Linked DNA regions of Mus musculus: regions 1, 3 and 4 are each linked to region 2. Evidence: chromatin contacts called from public HiCAR-type and HiChIP or PLAC-seq data. All regions are on one chromosome and are shown on one strand. Each heading gives the region's core, a stretch centred on a gene start, on an enhancer-like site or on the middle of the called end of the contact. The rest is flanking DNA. Distances are from core to core; before and after follow the strand shown. Region 1 holds the start of Mfsd2a (major facilitator superfamily domain containing 2A). Region 2 holds the start of Nfyc (nuclear transcription factor-Y gamma). Region 3 holds the start of Cap1 (CAP, adenylate cyclase-associated protein 1 (yeast)). Region 4 holds the start of Ppt1 (palmitoyl-protein thioesterase 1).

Region 1 (2,792 bases), core at 36-2,535, 2.1 Mb after region 2:
TGCCACAACCTGAAAATCCTCTTGCTGCCAAAAGTTCCCTGAGCCCAGCCCAGGCTCCCTCCCTGACGCCCCGCAGCAGCTAGGATCCACCTGCGTCCTGGATGAGTGCACCAGAAGGGGGGGGGGCGCCCAGCCCGCTGCATCCTCAGCTGTTCTTTCAATCTGTCCCAAAGTTCCCGGGCCCCTGTAGGGAGTCTTCAGCTCCAGGCAAACCCTTGAGCAGTCCTACCATCCATCTGCCTAACACGCACCCTTTCCAGCTCCTAGGGGACCTTGGAGAGGGGTAAAAAGGGCTCCAGGTGCAGGGCTCAGCCCTCTCCGGGTGGAGCACTAGGGGAGGCTGAGGTTGCCCAGGGAAAGTAGAGATTACTCATACATGGTAACAGCATAATTGCTTACTCGTTTCTTCCAAGAACAGTTAATAAAATTAAAAGGAAAAGTTAAGCACCTCCCAATTAGCTATATTGTGAGAGATTCCTTTCCTGGGGCCGCATGGTTTCATGGTGTGGTTAAATAGATCCAAAGAGTTAGAACGGATCGGAGAGAGAGGATGTCGAGACACGCGGAGCTCTGTGCATGTGAACCCTCAGTCACACAAACGCTTTCGGTATGCGGCTCCTTTAAGAGCAAAGCCCTTGTTCTTATGAATGAACTTGAGTGGCCCTCCTCAGAGTTAAAGCACGAGAGTGGGGGGTGGTGAGAGATGGAGAACCAAAGGGACTCTCAGACTTCTGGGGTCTCTTCAGGTCTAGGGAGAGAAACTAGTGTGGCTCAGCACAGTAGAACCTAGAGCGCTGGGGAGAGCCCCACGCCGCGTAGAGTTGCCGGCGCCTCTCTTGGCGCAAACCCATTGTAGGGGTGTGCAAAGGGGCTTCAGACTTTCTCCATCACTCCCGGTCCCAGAGCACTCCTTGCTTTTTTCAAGCTTCGCTGTACCCTGTTACCGCCAAGTGTCCCAAGGCCAGACCTAGTCTCCGACGCCCCTATACCCACATCCCGGCCGGCCCACCACCCCTTGCCCTCCTCTCGGGACCTCACCTTCACCTGGACCGGCCGTTCACTGGCTTGGAGGATGCTGGTGGGGAGCAGCCCCGCCGCGGAACCGCTCTCGGCGCCTTCTCCTTTGGCCATGACCCGCGGGCCACGCCGCGTGGGACCGGGACGCCGGGATGCTCTTGTGTTCTGCCGGCCGGCACTCGCCTGTGGCTCCGATCCTAGGCGCAGCCCCAGCCACTACTACGTTCGCTAGCACTTAGCAAACCAGGAACGCCGGCGATGAAAACTCCCTAGCACGTCCCCTCCGCGCCTCTTAAAGGTTCGGGCCTGCGCCTCCAGCCAATCCCTGCACGCGCCTGCCCATCTCGGCTGGCGGAGCCTCGCTGCTCAGCCACGTTCTCAAAGCCGGCAACCCACACCGCGTGCTCCTAACTACCTAAGCAAAGCTGAGAAACCCACCTGACTCGCCCGAGGAAACTGAAGTCCCAGGCTGAAAGTGACCTGTCCGAGGTCCCCCAGAGTGAGTTTTCCCTGAGTAGAGCCTGTGGCCCTTGACTTCTGAATCCCCATCAGCTCCTTTTAAAATCCGGAGTCAGGTGGCTTCTCCCCTCCCCCAAACCTGAGGCCATGGGCTGTAACTTTCATTATCAATGTCCCTCGTGTCTCAAGATCGACAATTTCCTCTTCCTCCCTTTGAAAAGTAGGGGCCTTTTTCAATGGGACAGAAAAATTACCAAGTCCAGTGGCTACCGCTTCCAGGCAGGGGAACTCGCAAGTTCTAAGAAGGAGCCATGGCCACAGCAGCCGTTTATGGGTAGCTTTCTAACAGGCTTAACATGACCTCACTGGGTGCTTATGAACGCCATCTGAGGGTGGTACTATTATTATCCCCATTTTACAACCCAGGAAAGGGGGACACAAGAAGAACAGCTGTTGCGACACAGACAGGCCAGAAAGGTTTTGTCCAGTTCCAAAGTCTTTACTCATAACTCTCCTGCTCTGCCCCTCAGCATAAATTACAGAAGGCTGAGCTATGTCTGTGCTCCCAGACAGGAAGCCCTGGGAGATACAAGACGCCAGCAGCCCTCTGTGTCGAAAAGAAAAGAAAAGAAAAGAAAAGAAAAGAAAAGAAAAGAAAAGAAAAGAAAAGAAAAGAAAAGAAAAGAGAGAAGAGAAAAGAAAAGCTTTGAGAAAGAGCATGCAGAGGAATGTGGTCCTTGAAAGAAGGGAGGACCGTCATCATCTAAACAGAGGCCAGGCATAGGTGCCAGCAGAGAACGGTCTTTGCTGCCTTTCCTTCCACCTCTGCTAATGGCACTCCAGCCTTCACAGATCCCCAGGAGCCTGGGTCAAGTCCAGCTCTCCCTCTTCAGTGAAGTTACTGCTTAGACTCTCAGAGACCGCTCACACAGGACCTGTGTTTCTCAGTGTCAAGCTTTTTTTTTTTCCCCTCCTCTTAGTTCAGATTGCAGGGAAGAGCTATTGAGATCTGACTCCTCCACAATGGCCACAGCACCCTTGTGTGCCCTGGCACATCACTGTCCAGAAACAAGCCAAGGGAAATAGTGAAGACTGTAAGAAGGCCTGTTGTCCCCACTGTCACACTGCCCTCTCTCTCTTCCATACTATAGGAGGGAAGCTATGGAGTCCTGTACAGTCTCTTCCAGCCCTAAATTCTTCACTCCTTTGAATGGCAGCATTCCAGAAGTGATCTGAATAACCGAGCCAGATTATGCCCTCCTTGAAAATAAGAACTCTATCTCTTTCACTCCCATATCCCACTAAATCACAGTGAG
Region 2 (2,821 bases), core at 141-2,640:
GAGGATGGCACTGCCAATATCTGTGTGACTGTAAAATATACTCATACACCCAGGTAAGCACGCGAAACAAGGTCTATTACTCCTGAGTTTGTCTCACCTGCCCTCTGAACTGAAAGTTAAGAGAGATCAATTTTAAGGGGGAAGTGGGGTAACTCAGTTGGTAGAATGTTTGTCTAGCAAGCACAAAGCTCTGATCCTATATTCTTCTTAGACCAGTGAAAATTTCATATATAACATCTCAAAACTAGCATGATCCCAAATCCTGTAACCCCCAACTTCCCAATTATGCAAATACATTCTACAGCTGACTTTCTGATTCTACTTAATGTAATGTTAAAATGGCATTCAGCCTCTAAAAGTTGATACACCTGTCCAGTGGGATCCGGCTGTTTACCTGTTTCCCACTCTCCATTTCAGAACCCAGAATGGAGTCTGGAGTTCTACACTAATCCTCCGGGTTTCAAAACCCAAATTCTTACAGCAGGCTCCCTAATCCGATTCTGTCCTTCTGGTCCTCACTCCCACTACTTCCATACCATGCACTCAGACTTCTACTCAGGGTCATTCCCAAGCTGGATCAATTTCCAAGTCTAGCACCCCTAGGTCTCGAAGACACTTCTGTTCCGTGTTTACAAAGCAGGGGCTTGCACACCCCATCTTGTAGTTGACCGTGCCTCTGGTATTAGTAGTGACCCCTCCCCGTTGCAGGCCACACGCCAGGCTACCACTCTCTTTCTCCTCTGGGCCTCCGGCTCCGTCCCGGAGACTCCCCGCCACGCTGGCATTAGAGGGACCGTCGCCCTGCCGCCAGAGCCTGAGCAGCTAGCATCCCGACAGCCGCCAATTCCTTCATCACCCCCCAGGCCGGAGCCGGCGTGACCAATAAGGTGCCAGGTCCGCGGCCTCCCCGCCGCCGACCAATCACGAGCGAGCCCCCCCGCCGTCGCCTTCCGCCAATGGGAGAAAGCCCGCGGGCCCAGGCGCACGGACCCCGCGAGCGCAGCCGCGACGACAGCGGCGGGCCCGGCGAACACATAACATGGCGGCGGCAGAGCCGACCGAAGTGCAGCGGCGGCCGCAGAGGGAAGGGAGCTCTCCGCCATTGGCGGGAAGCACCGCCCTCACTGCCGGCCGCCCCCTCTCTCTCTCCCCTCCTCACCCAAGCTTTCATACACTCACAGGCCTCTACTCCGGCGTCCAGCGAAGAAAGCAGCCGCCCCCGCGCTGCTGCGCCGTCGGGCAATGCAGAGGCCCGGGCGCGGCGGAGGGGAGGGGGAAGCGTGCGTCACGAAAAACCGGAGCGCGTGCGGAGCGGGGGCGCAAACAAGATGGCGGCCGCGCCGTTTGTACCGTCTCCCCTGCCCCTCCCCCCACTCCGCGCCTCGACTCCCAGCAACGCGTAGTGCGCAGCGGCTGAGGTGCCTGAAGTCTCGCGAGAATTGTCTTGCCTGGCCAAGCGGGATAGTGAGAGCGGAGACTTTTGGGGCCCCGCCCCTTCCCAGGGGCGCGGGAGGCGTTTCTCGGTGACCTCCGAGGACGTTCTATATCCTTGAAGCTCTCAGCTAGGATGCGCTCGCTTCTGGGTTTTAGGAAATAGTTTTCCGTGTTTTGTTCTTCAAGGAAATGAATGGTAGGGAGAGAAGAACTTCGCGGGCATGGAAAATTTAAAAAGCCGCCTGGGGCTCAGCAAACCGGACGACCTGAATTCGATTCTTGGAACCCAGGATGGACCAGAAGAACAGAGTCCTGAAAGCTGAACTCTGATCATTAATGTGCGACGCGCGCGCGCACACACACACACACACACACACACACACACACACACACACACACACCAGTAAGTGAAGAAATAAAATTTCCAAACAACCAAAAAGGTGACATTTTAAAACGTTAAAATTGGCATAAAAAGGGCTGGAGAGATGGCTCAGTGGTTAAGAGCACTGACTGCTCTTCTGAAGGTCCTGAGTTCAAATCCCAGCAACCACATGGTGGCTTACAACCATCCGTAATGACATCTGATGCCCTCTGGTGTGTCAGAAGACAGCTACAGTGTACTTACATAAAATAATAAATATTTTTTTTAAAAATTGGCATAAAAAATTAAAGAGTTGGGAGGTGGCTCAGTAAAGTGCTTCCTACAAGCATTAAGACCTGCATTAGCCCCCCCAACACTCCATAAGCCACTAGCACAGTAGTCTCCCATACCTGAAAGGCTTGAAAAGAAACCTGCCAGCCTAGCTAAATAAGCAAGCTCCTGGTTCAGTGGGAGGCCCAGTCTATACAAATAGGTTGGGGCCAGCGCGGTAGAACTGAAATTCCAGCACCTGGGAAGACGGAAGCAAGAGGGTCTGTGAGTTCAACGCCAGCCTTGTCGAGTTCCAGGACTTCCAGAATTACGCAGGGAAATCCTGTGTCAAAAAATAGGGTGAAGTTTCCACTGAAGACATCTAGATGTTGCCTTCTATGGGCGAATGCATTCCATGCAAATACATTAACACAATATGTATGGCTTGGTGTGGTAATACATGCCTCTAATCTTGGCACTTTAGGCTGAATATGGAAGCCAACCATTTTGGGGAGGTGGGGGTGGGGATGGGGAAGTGTAGTATTTCACAAGGCCTGTCTATAACTGGTTGTCCGGTGCTCATTATGTAGTCCACACTGACCTTAAACTCAGCTAAATCTTCCTTACTTAGCCTCGGGGTCCTGGGATTACAGACATAAACTACCATGCCCAGCACACACACACACACACACACACACACACACACACACACACGAAAAGAAAAGAAAAAAGAAAAGAAAAGAAAAGAAAAGAAAA
Region 3 (2,930 bases), core at 292-2,791, 2.1 Mb after region 2:
AAACACTAAGTCCCTCATTGTTGCCTAGAACTGTGGTTCAGATATTTCTCCTGTTCTCAGTAGCTCTGTGTTCACACAGTGCACACACTCAACCACCCTTGATTTGCCGGTTCCTCCCATACTGTACATATCACCAGAGAACAAGTGTATTCCTAGCCAGAAGGGCTAAGTGCCTAAGCTAAAATGTTTTCACACATACTGAGGTCCAATAAATGCTTGGCAGATGATGAACGTGCTGTTCTAACCCTGGATTTTCACTTCAAGGGAAAGCAGTACAAAGAGCTACAGCTGACAGTTCTGATACTAACTAACCTCTATCTAATATATTCTCTCTCTCTCTCTCTCTCTCTCTCTCTCTCTCTCTCACACACACACACACACACACACACACACACACCCTCTTGATCTTTCAAAACGCTTCTGACTCCCTTGCTGCGTCCTTCCACAGCACCCTCACCACATTTGTAACTATTTCTTAACTGTCTTTCACTGCTAACTCGATGGGGGCAATGACTAGACTTTTCAAAGCTGTATTCGATGACATTTTCCATGTTGCCAACACAGAATAAACACAGCGATCCTACGACCACAGGCACTTGGCAACTGTGCCAGACCCAACCTGAATCATCTGACTTCAGATCCAGAAGTGGACAGCACCTCCCATAAAGTTAGCTTGGATTGCGAGTGAACAGTGGCAGTCTAAGAGTAAGGGGAGCTCACTGAACGTAAACGCAGGGCTTACTAGCCTACCTTAAATTTAACAGGCATTCCAAATTTTTAACTTTTTTTTTTTTTTTAGTTCTACTACCAGATAGCCTTTAACCTGCAGCTGCCCAGATCGAAAGTTAGAGAGGTTCCAAGGAAAGGAAGGATCTAGGACTGGAAACCTCTCTCTAAAACCAGATTCTTTTCTTCTCCGAGATCAAGTTACCCATCCGAGTAATGGGAACAAGACCCGGTCAGGAGGAAATTCTAAGGTCTCCCAGGGTCCATTCAGTTGGTTAGGATGCCTTTAGGAATCAGGCCTCCGCGGAGGCTGATAGGCAGAGCTGCGAAATCAAGGAGAAAGTGGCTTCCCCAAGACCTCCTGGTTCAATCTGGTACCCCAGCCCCACCTCAAGAGACCGCACCCAGGAGCCCGGGATGGCCGAAGGGCCCAAACCCCGGCCTTTCAGCAAGACTCCTCAAACGCGCGTAGGCTAGCACAGCCTTTACTAACGGCCAGGACCCGGTGGGCCCCAAAGACCATCCCAATCCTTATCCAACCACCAACCCTCACCTTAAGAGTTCCGCCTCACCTCCGGACTGCGATCAGCCGCTCTCCACTTCCGGCAAGAACCGCCCAGCGGTCTTCGCGCGACCCACTTCCGGGCCCTCACTGGGCGCGGCACCCCCACCGGAAATGAACCACTGGCTGTAACGCTAGCCCGGGGGAGAGGAAGAAGTTTGGCCGCTCCGCTCGTGACTCCGCCCTCATTCCCCGCCACCGGAGAGAGAATCTGGCTTAGGAGCGTTTGGAAAAGGGCTCCGCCTCCAAGGGAGGTGGGGGAGGAAAACTCGGGGAAGGGGCGTGTCCACGGTTGGTCACGCCCCGAGGCCCAGACCAATAAGGAGCTGGAGTTCCTAACCAAGCCCCACCTCCTCAAAGGAAGACAGCTGAGTGGCTGCTTGTTTTGTCAATTTGTGCTCGGAGACTGAGGTCGTTACGTTTTTAGCCTCAGTCCGGAAGAGGTTCAGGGAACAACAGTGGGGCTAGAAGGCTCTGAGACCCAGTGTCTGGTGGTTGGGGGGACCGGGACCAAATTTCGCCCCTGGCTGGGCGTGCAAGCCTTGGTTTCCCTGTCTGTAGTACAGAAAAGCAATGGACTCGGTCGCGGAGGCTAATAGAGTAGGCTTTGAGCGTCTGGGCATGCTCGCCCTCGCTCGATTCCGAGGCTAGGGCTGGGAAGGTGGAGAAAATCTTCCACTCGCGCCCCACTTCCTGTTTGCTCTGTGCGTTTTGTGACCATAGATGGTCAGGTCCGTGGCTGTGCTTAAGCTTCCGCCTCAGGCTTCGGAGTTCTTCCTCCCACCCTGTAGGGTGTGGTCCCTGAAATGAAATGAGCAAAATTAAAGGAGATCTTGTCCCATTCCTTAAAAATCTTGCTTTTGAGGCTTCATCGCCCCAAGCTATGTATGCCCAGCTGGCTGCTAATGAGCCCGTGTGCGATTCAGAGCTGTAACTGCAGCCTGCAGGGCAGTCTTCGCCTCCCTGCTTCTTAGACGGGGGATCGCGTCTTTGTTTCCTCCGGACTTAACACTTTCCAACCGGTCATTATCCTCCCACAAAGATTTATTTCTAGAAAAAAAATTGGCGAGTGCTGTGCTATGGTTCCTACCCCTTCGACTGGATGACTGACAACTCCGCGTTCAAGTTGAATGCAGGTGTTATATGCCAGAGTCAATCATTCAACAAATACAGTTCATGTAATAATAGCTACCATTTACTGTGCGCTGACTACATGCCAGGCTTGTGCTGAGCGCTCAAACCATTTTCATTTAATCCTAATAGCAACTCTCTGCGGTAGGTACCATTACATCCTCGGAGCTTCAAATGAGGAAGCTGAATAACTTGCCAAGGTCACAAAGTAGATGTTGAAACTTTAAACAGAGCACGCATTTGACTGTCTTAGAACCAATGAATTTAATCATCCCCAGTGATAGATAGATCTGGGAACATTTGAGGCATTGGGTGCCTCTGGTTGTAGACGTAAGTTGTTCCATTCCTGACTCCGAGCCCTTTACTAGCGTCCCGACTTTGATCAAGGTGCTTTGGACAATTTACTGGCCTCCCCCAGTTTATGACTCCCAGTTTGTTTAAAACAGAAATGACAACATACCAAATTATGGCACAAAAATCATCCGTTTATAATATGTTCATTTCAGGGGCA
Region 4 (2,700 bases), core at 103-2,602, 2.0 Mb after region 2:
TTACTCTGATTTATTTGTTTACATTGTGTGTTTATGAGTCTCTATGGGGACATGTGACTGTCGGTGTATAGAGCTCAGAAGACAGCTTGCACAACTTGTTTTTTTTAACCTCAAGCTATCATAGTTCTCAAGAGGAAAGGATCAGGAATGGCTTAGTGGCCATTGTTTTATCCAGCTGAACAATCTAGCTGGCCCAACGCTTATCAGACTGTGCACTGTATAATGCATCCTAATCCTGTATTTTAATTGGCTTTCCAATTACTAAGTAACTGCTGGTTTCAGTGGGGTGGTACAGAAGGGTTTCATGTGGGTGCACAACCGGTTATTCTTCTAGATTTTTCATATGTCGCTCTCTACAAGACTACTTCATCCTTTATAAAGCCGGTGTCAGAGAGTCCCACTGTACCGTGAATACACCCTATTTAACAGATTCCTTTAAACATTTTTAATGCTTTTTTAGGGGAAAAAATGTTTGACACTGTCATTGAGGTGCCGAGGCTGCACTGAGGGAATCTAGAAAAGATGTGGGAGCATAGACAGGAGCCTCTGGGCTATAATAAACCAGAGTGGAGCTTGGATAGGACGTAGCTATGTTTCCCATCTTCCTAGTACATGAAATACCTGAGAGTCCATGACAGCCTGGAAGTCTTATTACATCTTTAATAAGATACTTTTTTCCCTCTTCAGGAGTCCAAACTTCCTCCTCCCTAATTACATCTTTAGCTTTTGAAACCCCATCTTAGCTTTACGATCCAAACCAAACCTCACCATGATATAACTTGCCCTGGATGAAAATCAAGTCTCCCTTCCCCAGTCCCGACACTGAGCCTTTTCTTCCAAGGGCTATAAGTACTATGGCACTGTGCTGAAGAGTTTTCTGCCTCCGCCTCCGAGGACCTTACCTAATTTCTCACACATGTGCTAAAATAAAAACAGTCTCCTAGGGGGAAAGCACCTGCAGCCAAGCCTGATGGATGACCTCAGTTCAATCCCTCTGACCGCTCCTGCAAGCGGTTCTCTGGCCTCCACACATGCGCTGTAGAACGCGAGCCGTACACATATGAAACGCCCACACATAGAATTAAAATTACGTGCAAATGACATAATTGTTAGCGAATAAACAGCTCTTTTCTGCTAATACACAGCTGAAAGAGAAGGCAAAGTTCCGTAGGGGGAAGGGGGAATTGTCACCTAGGCGTCCTTGGGTGTAAAATGAGAGCAGTGCATAAGATCAATTAAAAGATGGAAAGCCCTTATATAGTAGAGTCTGGTGGGTGTTAAGCAATGAATAAACGTCTCTGTCAGGATGCAGAGCCCGGCAGGGGGCGTGGCCACCGGAATTACTTTGGTCCACAGTCCCCGCGGTCATGTGATTGCTAAGATGGCGTCGTCCTGTTCGCGGAGGCTGCTAGCTGCCGCTCTGCTGCCTTGGTGCTGCGCCGCCTGGGCCCTGGGGCATCTGGACCCACCTTCACCACCACCGCTGGTGATCTGGCATGGGATGGGTGAGTGGGCGTGGACGGGGGCATCCTTTTCCCCCCTCGGTTCTTAAATCTGGAAAGACGATAGGGATTCCACAGCACCCGCCTAGTCCAAGGTTTTCGGATTTGTTGCTCTGCACGGAAGGGACGACAACCAGGTGTCTTTAGTGAGTGCTCAGTGAGTATTGTGCACGGCTTGGTTTATGCTTTGTTAAAATCCTGGCAGCAGTAGCATCAGCCTGCAGTATCTCACAGTCAGTCCAGCCTGCCCCTGCAGAGCTGGACTGCACACTCAGGCTTTCATTCCTTCACATCTGAATAGAGATCTACCAGGGGCCTTCATGTCCTTTATACAGTTACCTCAGAGCACCTGCTATACCTGAGCATGAAGCATTCTCATCTTTCTGGAACTTGCTGTCCAGTGGGGGAAACGTATTATAAGGAAATACGGGAAACTTGTCAAATGGCCAGGAGTGCAGTGAAAACAGAAGATAGAGCCTCAGGTGTGAGCTTGTGCTTCTACGGAGCAAGTTAGAACAGGAAACGGGATTCACCCAAGAGTGACAACTGAGTAGAGCTTAAGAGGATGCAGCACCATGGAGGGAGCAACTGGCCAGATCCTCCCTCCCGCCCCACCCCCCCGGAGCTCCCAGGGATTGGACCACCAACTAAAGAGTACACATGGAGGGACCCATGGCTCCAGCTGCCTATGTGGCAGAGGATGGACTTGGACATCAGTAGGAGGAGAGGCCCTTGAACCTGAGAATGTTCGATGCCCCAGTGTAGGGGAATGCCAGGGAGGGAAGACAGGAGTGGGTGGGTGGGGAACACCCTCATAGAGTCAGGGGGAGGGGGGATTGGATAGGGGGGTTCCGATGGGGAGACCTGGAAAGGGGAAAACATTTAAATGTAAATAAAGAAAATATCCAATAAAAAAAATAAAAGAAGGAAAAAAGAGAAGAAAAAAAGGAGGACGAGGGAAGATGCCATAGGGACATGTGGTCACAGGAGCAGCAGGTGCAAAGGCCCTGAGCTTGGCAGACTAGCATGCAGAGCAGTGTAGCAGGAGCAGCGGGAGCAAGGGAATAAGAGGGTGGACAAGTATGCTGGGGCTTTTAAGATTAGTGTAAGGACTTGGAATTTCACTAGGAACTTGTGAGGTGGTAGAATTTACATTTGTAAAGAACTGTTCTAAGCCCTTTGTGCTAGCTAGCAACTG

The links. HiCAR-type assays count read pairs that join an accessible place to other places. HiChIP or PLAC-seq counts read pairs in DNA pulled down with a chosen protein or histone mark.
Region 1: a contact with region 2 is called in a HiCAR-type map of astrocytes, with 5 times the contacts expected there. The contact joins the promoter of Mfsd2a here to the promoter of Nfyc in region 2. A contact is called at or near these places in 7 of 39 promoter capture datasets (cranial neural crest, embryonic stem cells, frontonasal cranial neural crest and 2 more) and 5 of 115 datasets of contacts at active chromatin or transcription factors (T-cell acute lymphoblastic leukemia, astrocytes, embryonic stem cells and 1 more).
Region 3: a contact with region 2 is called in an H3K27ac HiChIP or PLAC-seq map of embryonic stem cells, with 11 times the contacts expected there. The contact joins the promoter of Cap1 here to the promoter of Nfyc in region 2. A contact is called at or near these places in 6 of 39 promoter capture datasets (cranial neural crest, embryonic stem cells, frontonasal cranial neural crest and 2 more), 1 of 484 Hi-C or Micro-C datasets (B cells), 13 of 115 datasets of contacts at active chromatin or transcription factors (T-cell acute lymphoblastic leukemia, acute myeloid leukemia, astrocytes and 5 more) and 3 of 9 other capture datasets (adipose tissue, embryonic stem cells and liver).
Region 4: an H3K27ac HiChIP or PLAC-seq map of embryonic stem cells shows a contact between it and region 2, with 9 times the contacts expected there. The contact joins the promoter of Ppt1 here to the promoter of Nfyc in region 2. A contact is called at or near these places in 2 of 39 promoter capture datasets (cranial neural crest and pre-B cells), 1 of 484 Hi-C or Micro-C datasets (CD4 T cells) and 3 of 115 datasets of contacts at active chromatin or transcription factors (astrocytes, embryonic stem cells and large pre-B cells).

The regions. Positions count from the first base shown.
Region 1 is chr4:122,959,903-122,962,694 of GRCm38.p6, forward strand. Mfsd2a (major facilitator superfamily domain containing 2A) reads right to left here and starts at 1,286. Exons shown (of 14, transcript NM_029662.2): 1 at 1,039-1,286. The coding sequence starts at 1,131.
Region 2 is chr4:120,824,351-120,827,171 of GRCm38.p6, forward strand. Nfyc (nuclear transcription factor-Y gamma) reads right to left here and starts at 1,391. Exons shown (of 10, transcript NM_008692.4): 1 at 1,180-1,391.
Region 3 is chr4:122,884,535-122,887,464 of GRCm38.p6, forward strand. Cap1 (CAP, adenylate cyclase-associated protein 1 (yeast)) reads right to left here and starts at 1,542. Exons shown (of 13, transcript NM_001358035.1): 1 at 1,280-1,542.
Region 4 is chr4:122,834,875-122,837,574 of GRCm38.p6, forward strand. It overlaps Ppt1 (palmitoyl-protein thioesterase 1), which reads left to right and starts at 1,353. Exons shown (of 9, transcript NM_008917.3): 1 at 1,353-1,505. The coding sequence starts at 1,382.